2 separate regions of the Mus musculus genome follow, and region 1 is linked to region 2. A link is a contact called in public Hi-C data. All regions are on one chromosome and are shown on one strand. The core of a region is the stretch at or near the end of the contact, and the rest is flanking DNA. Distances in the headings are between cores, read along the strand shown.

Region 1 (2,937 bases), core at 172-2,671, 130 kb after region 2:
TCCCGTTCCAAGGTTTTCTCCTTTCAGAGTGGAGCCACGCAGACCCCCACTGTCTCCTGTATTTGTTGAGTCACTGTGTTGTTTTGATAGCACAGGACTTGACAGAATGAGGTAGGAATTTTATGATCACAAGTCTTCAGTGTGGCATCCTCAGTCACTGGATGTTATTGTCGCAGATTTATACCCTAACCCCCTTGATGCAATTACCCTATTGCAGACTTCAGTACAACCAAGAAAAAGTCACTTCCCTTGGGCCATTACTTTAAAATATATCACACTCTGGCCTTCCTTCTTGTTAAGCTTCATATGGTCTGTGAGTTGTATTGTGGGTATGTGGAGCTTTTTGGCTAATATCCACTTACCAGTGAGTGCATACCATGTATGTCCCTTTGGGTCTGGAAATAACATCCTCACTCAGGATGTTATTTTCTAGTTCCACCCACTTGTCTGCAAAATTTGTGATGTCTTCATTTTTATAGATGAGTAATATTCCATTGTGTAAATGTATCACATTTTCTCTATCTGTGGCTCGTGCTACATATGACTGCCTTATCTAGCCCCAGTGGGAGGGGATGTGCTTGGCCCTGTGGAAGTTTGATGCTCCAGAGAAGGGGAATGCTAGAGGAGTGAGGAGGGAGTGGGTAAGCACCCTCTTATAGGCAAAGGGAAGGGGGCATGGGGTTAGGGGTCTCATGGAGGAGGGACTGGGAAGGGGTACAACATTTGAAATGCAAATAAATAAAATAATTACTAAAAATATATATACAACAACAGAAGAACTCACAACTAAAATCTTTGCAGTTTAAGTTCTTATTTTATGTATATGGTTATTTTGCTTGCATACATGTCTGTGTACTATTGTACATCTATGGTCCTGTGCACCATGTAGATGCCTGGTGCCCTCAGAAGCCAGTAAGGGGGTGGGGTGTCAGCTTCCCTGGAACTGGAGTTACAGACAGCTGTGAGTTGCCATGTGGATGCTAGAACTTGAACCCAGGTCCTCTCGAAGAGCAGTCAGTGCTTTTAACCACCGAGCCCTCTCTCCACCCCCTGGGCATTTATTAATGGGGCAGGTTTAGTTAATTGTACAGATTGACCTTCAGAAATAATGCTTATAAATTTGAGGGTAAAGTTTCAGTACGAATCTAACAAATGTGCCTAAGGATAACCCAATTGAATTTTAATGCAGAAGCCACGGAGGAAACTGTTACTCCTTGCAAAACTATGTGCCCGGGCTGCTTCTGAATCCCTATGTTGATGGCTGTCTTAGGAAGCCTGGAGGAATTCCCATGAGTTTGCCTGTTGTTATTCCAAGTCTGCTTCTTGGGAAAGCATGCCAGCAAGAGGACACTGGGGAAGACAGCCAGGCGGGGCTGCAAACCTGGTATGTTTGAATGTTGCTACGGCAGACATGCAAATAAACAACAAGGAACTGCAGGGGGAAACATTTATCCTCTGACGGAGAAATAATCGACCCCAGTAGGACACAGTAGGAGGTGCCATAACTCAGCCCGACCGGGAGCAAGGAGTCCCTGGGCTTATGTATGTCATGGCCTCCTCCTCTTCCATTTATAGATGAAGAAATGCCGAATGAGAGAAATTAAGTGGTGTGTGCAGTTCGGTAGTGGCAGGTTTAGGATGGAGGCCAACTTTCCTCGCTCATCACTGCAGCCTGATTTCTTCTGTACCAAGGCTGAAAGGGCAGAAAAAGTTTTGGAAACTATTTGTTCTTTTTTTTTTTTTTTCTTGCTCTTTGTCCTGTTTCCTTATGCAAAATGCCAGCACACACCTTGGTGGTGAGGGGATGGGAGGAGCTATTGGTAATGCTGAAACAAGCCTTCCATGTGGTTGGCAGAAACTTGAATTTTCCCTCTTTCTGTTTCCCAGGCTACCCATGTTTCCTGGCAAATGTTGTCCCAGGAAGCTTTGGGGTGATTCTGGATTTTAAAGCACACACTTTCTCTAAGTGTTCTACGCTACTGCCCCAGTTGCATCTTGGCTTCATATATCAACCTATTTCCCCCAAAGTTTGACTAATAGTGGAGATTTCTATGTTCCTGTCAGGTTGAAGACTTCTGGGTGTATAGTTAGCCTAACACAGGTCCTCTCATATATTACATCCCAACTATAGTTCCTCTCCCACCCCCTCTACGAGTCTCACGCCCTCCTCCTCAACCTCCCCTTCCTCCTGGATTCACCCTCTTCACTTCTCCTCAGAAAAGAGCATGTCTTTTAGGATCATACCACGTAACAAGCTACAATAAGGCTAGGCACATACCATCACATCAAGGCTGGATGAGGCAACCCAATCAAAGAAAAAGGGTCCCAAAGGTAGGGTGTAAGGGTGAGCAACAGCCCTCGCTTCCACTGTTAGGAATCTCACAAGAGCACTGGCTAAACAACCATAACATATATGTAGAGGACCTAGGTTAGATTCATACAGCTTCCCTGATCTCTATGAGCCAGCTCGAGTCCTGGTCAGTTGCTTCTGGGGGCCATGTTCTTGTGGTGTCCTTGACCTTTCTGACTCCTCCAACTCTCCCTCTTTCACAGGTCTCCCACAGTTCCACCTGATATTTGCCTGTGGGACTCTGCGATGCTCCCATCAATTGCTAGATGAAGTCTCTCTGATGACGACTATGCTAGACTCCTTTCCCCGCACATCCTGCAGGCATGATACACTTTAGGTTGGAGGTTTTGTGACTGTGTTGGTGTTCCAGTCCTTCCACTTGAGGCCTTGCTTGGTTACAGAGGATAGCCAGTTCAGGCTCCGAATCCCCTATTACTAGGAGTCTTCACTAATGTCACCCTCGTAGACTCCAGGGGATTTCCATTGCAACAGGCAGAACGCCAATTTTGTGGACTCAAGACAAGGTCAGTTACAGAGTTTCCTTCCCTCATGGAGGGAGGTCCTGTGTAGAGGAGTGGGCCCAGTGA
Region 2 (3,088 bases), core at 208-2,707:
AGTTTTTTAATGGAGAACCTAGGAGCTATTTCCTATCTGTAGAACAACAAGTGAATGACCTCAAGTTTAGAACTGCCTGTGTGCCCAGAGTGCCCTGAAAAAATAGGAAGTGATATATGTGGGCAGTATTTTAACCTGAGATACAACACAAATCTGAACTAGCCCTAGGTCTGAGTGCCTTTTACCATAGATGACTTGTGGTGTCTCCAGGACAGAGTGGCTTGCTTACAGGGCCTCTTGCCCTCCACATTGATTGTTGTGAGTAACTTGGTGGAAACTCGTGATTGGTGGTTCTCTGCACTCTGGTGGCTGTGGGACAGCGTCACAGCCTTGCTGTTAGTATTTTGGCACACAAAGTGGCTAACCTACTGTATAACTTACTTGTTTGTATTCACATTCGCACATAAGCAACAACGGTCAATGTCATCTTTGAGCAGAAGACCGGGGAGAGCTCTGCTTTCTTCTACACATTCTTTGCCTCTGCTGATGTCTGAGCTCACTTAGAACACATCAGCTATCTGACTTACGATTTCAATGGTTGACTTTTCCATATAATTCTGCAGAATTATCTCCTGAGAAAATAATACCTTTGAGGCCAAGACTCAGCAAGCTGTCATAATATTTTCATTGTCTTACTAGGCAAAGAGTCAGCAAGCTCTCCAAGGATGGTGCTGCTGTTTCCTGGCTTCTTGGCAATACTGAAACTCATCTCTCTGGAGCAGTTATGTTTCTCTAGGTACACACTCTCTACAAACTGGACTTTATGTGACCTTTTGCATAAATAGCAGTGATATTACATCTGGGTGTGATGTGCCTATCTATAATCCCAGCACTTGAGAGTGTGAGGCAGGAGGATGGCTGTGAGTTCAAAGACACTGTGGGCTACAGACTGAGTCCTTGGTGAGCCAGGACTGTAGAGTGAGACCCCCTTCCAAGAAACCACAACAGAGGACCATAAGAGATTGCTCAGTGGTCACAACACAAGCTGCATAGGTCTAACAACCCGAGTTCATCCCCAGAACCCAAGGTGGAAGGAAGGACAGACCGGCTCTGTAAGTCTGTCCTCTGACCTCCAGATGTGGAGTGTGGGATATAGACACCTTTACACATGCAAACGTAAACTGCTAATAAATAAAGTATAGGAAAAAGAAACAAGATTGTATAAGATTATTCCACTTGTCTCCCACACCTCCGTAGGATCATGCTGAGCAACATTCTGCCAGTGGAGTGAGTTGTCCTGGAATTGCCTCAGATTTAATTGACTAAGAAAGTAAATTAAAAAAAAAAATCTGCTTTTTTGTGATACGTTTTCTGGGCAAATCCAGAGACAGGGAGATTGCCCTTAAAAGGGAGTTTTGTATGAAGGAGTTTTTTCGGGGGAGTAGGAAACTCAAAGTGTTCCTGGTGGCTGAAATGGTGATGTCACAGGACTCCTGTGAAGTCTCACAGGAAATGGTTTCGGCTGGACTTAACTCTGCTGGTTGGAGTCCGATTAGGGCGGAGAATTATGCTTGAATCTGGGGTTGGACTTTTCATCCAAGTTCTTTCTTTTTCTTTGTTTTTAAATTCACCAACTGATCCCTGTTGGTGGAGTTGCCGCTCAGGTTGCAACTGTTAAACTAAGGAAATTTGATAATTGACACTATGTTTAGAATACAAACGCCCCACATCTGCCAGCATCTGCCTGTGTGTATGCGCAGACGAAGACTGGGTCAGTGATGTCAGTGGAGTGTCTTTCTCAGTTGCTGTCTACTTTATTATCAGAGGCAGGGTTTCTTCCAAAACTAGAGCTCTCTTTAACTAGGCTGTTTGGCCAATGAGCTCCATGCATTTGCCTGTCTCTGCCTCCCCACTGCTTGAATTACATGTCTACTCTGCCATACCAAGACTTTTGTAGGTGCTGGAGACCCAAGCTCAGGCCATCATGTTGGCCCAACAAGTATTTTACACAGTGAATCATCTCCATTGTCCTTAGCTTCTTAAGGAACACTTAGAGAAAATACCTTTGGCTTTTGACACCTTCACTGTTGTGGTGTGTTGTGGATAGTCCTGGTGCTGTTTGTATTTTGATGCTAATTCTGCTTCCCCAGGAGGGGCTGCGGATGATGGTTGTATCACCAGTGACTTCTTGTAAACCTGCTCCCCACCTGGTAAAATAAAGGCTAGGGCCGGTGACTGGGCAGTGGAAGGGAAGGTGGAGCTGAAAAGTTTGGTGGAGAAGGAGGAGAGGAGAGAGAGAGAGGACAAGGAGGAGAGAGAAGGAAGGAAAACGGAGGAAGAGGAAGATGCTCTAGATTCAGTGTGGCGTTAAATAGCCACAGGTAGCCATGAATATATCATAAAAGGATAGAATAATTGGGATAACTTGTCTAATCTAGGTGGGCAGCTTGTATCATTATCAGTTGGCTCTGAAATTGCTGTGTGGGCATCTTGTGAATTGAGAATTTACTGATATATAAATCTGACTGACTAATTCTAAGCTTCTAGAGTTTTGATTTACTGGGCTAAGGGGATTTGTGACAACTAGCCGCAGGGGGTGGATGGCTGAGAAGGTACAGGCAGCTCTGAGGCAGATAAACCAGAGCTGGGAAGACTGCATCATGGCTAGGCTAGAGGTGGAGAGACATGGGCAGAGTAGCTGGGTATAGTGTGGGATGGTGCATTTTAAAATATTTCCTGCAACAGTAGTGTGAAGAACAAATACATCTTTAGAGTAATGTTTTGTGTGTTTTTAGCATTTAGACAAGAGACTTTTTCCACTTAAACTGGACGTCAAGTGACTGAAATCTTCAAAGTCTTCATCAAAACGGTATAGACTCAAATTTTGGAAGTTACTAGAAATTTCACAATGAGAAGATGCTATTAGAGCACCTAGCCAGAAGGTGGCGATCTTACCTTTGTGCTCATAGAAAACAGTGTGTCCGTGACGAGTTCGCAAGGGTTCAGAAACCTCTGAGGACTGTATTTCCCTATTTGTATTCAGATACAGTTTTATAGCAAAACAACATGTTTTTTTTTTCTCTTAGTGAGAACGTGGATAAATGGACAGAACCATTCTATAGACAATTTCTTCAATGATGTGTTCATA

What was found. A called contact is a pair of places that touch in the nucleus more often than the background predicts.
Region 1: a contact with region 2 is called in a Hi-C map of uterus, with 2.4 times the contacts expected there. The contact joins two enhancer-like sites. A contact is called at or near these places in 3 of 484 Hi-C or Micro-C datasets (cerebral cortex, embryonic stem cells and uterus) and 1 of 9 other capture datasets (embryonic stem cells).

Annotation. Positions count from the first base shown.
Region 1 is chr6:140,895,945-140,898,881 of GRCm38.p6, forward strand. No RefSeq gene overlaps it. Among named protein-coding and RNA genes, the nearest start is that of Gm30524, 58 kb to the right of the region's middle. Within about 2 kb of position 1,422, at least 12 of the 459 cell types and tissues checked have an H3K27ac peak or open chromatin away from gene starts, as enhancers often do. A contact at or near this core is called in uterus, where this site is marked.
Region 2 is chr6:140,763,639-140,766,726 of GRCm38.p6, forward strand. All of the region lies in intron 4 of Gm30215 (a long non-coding RNA gene), which reads left to right. Among named protein-coding and RNA genes, the nearest start is that of Gm30215, 85 kb to the left of the region's middle. Within about 2 kb of position 1,458, at least 9 of the 459 cell types and tissues checked have an H3K27ac peak or open chromatin away from gene starts, as enhancers often do. A contact at or near this core is called in uterus, where this site is marked.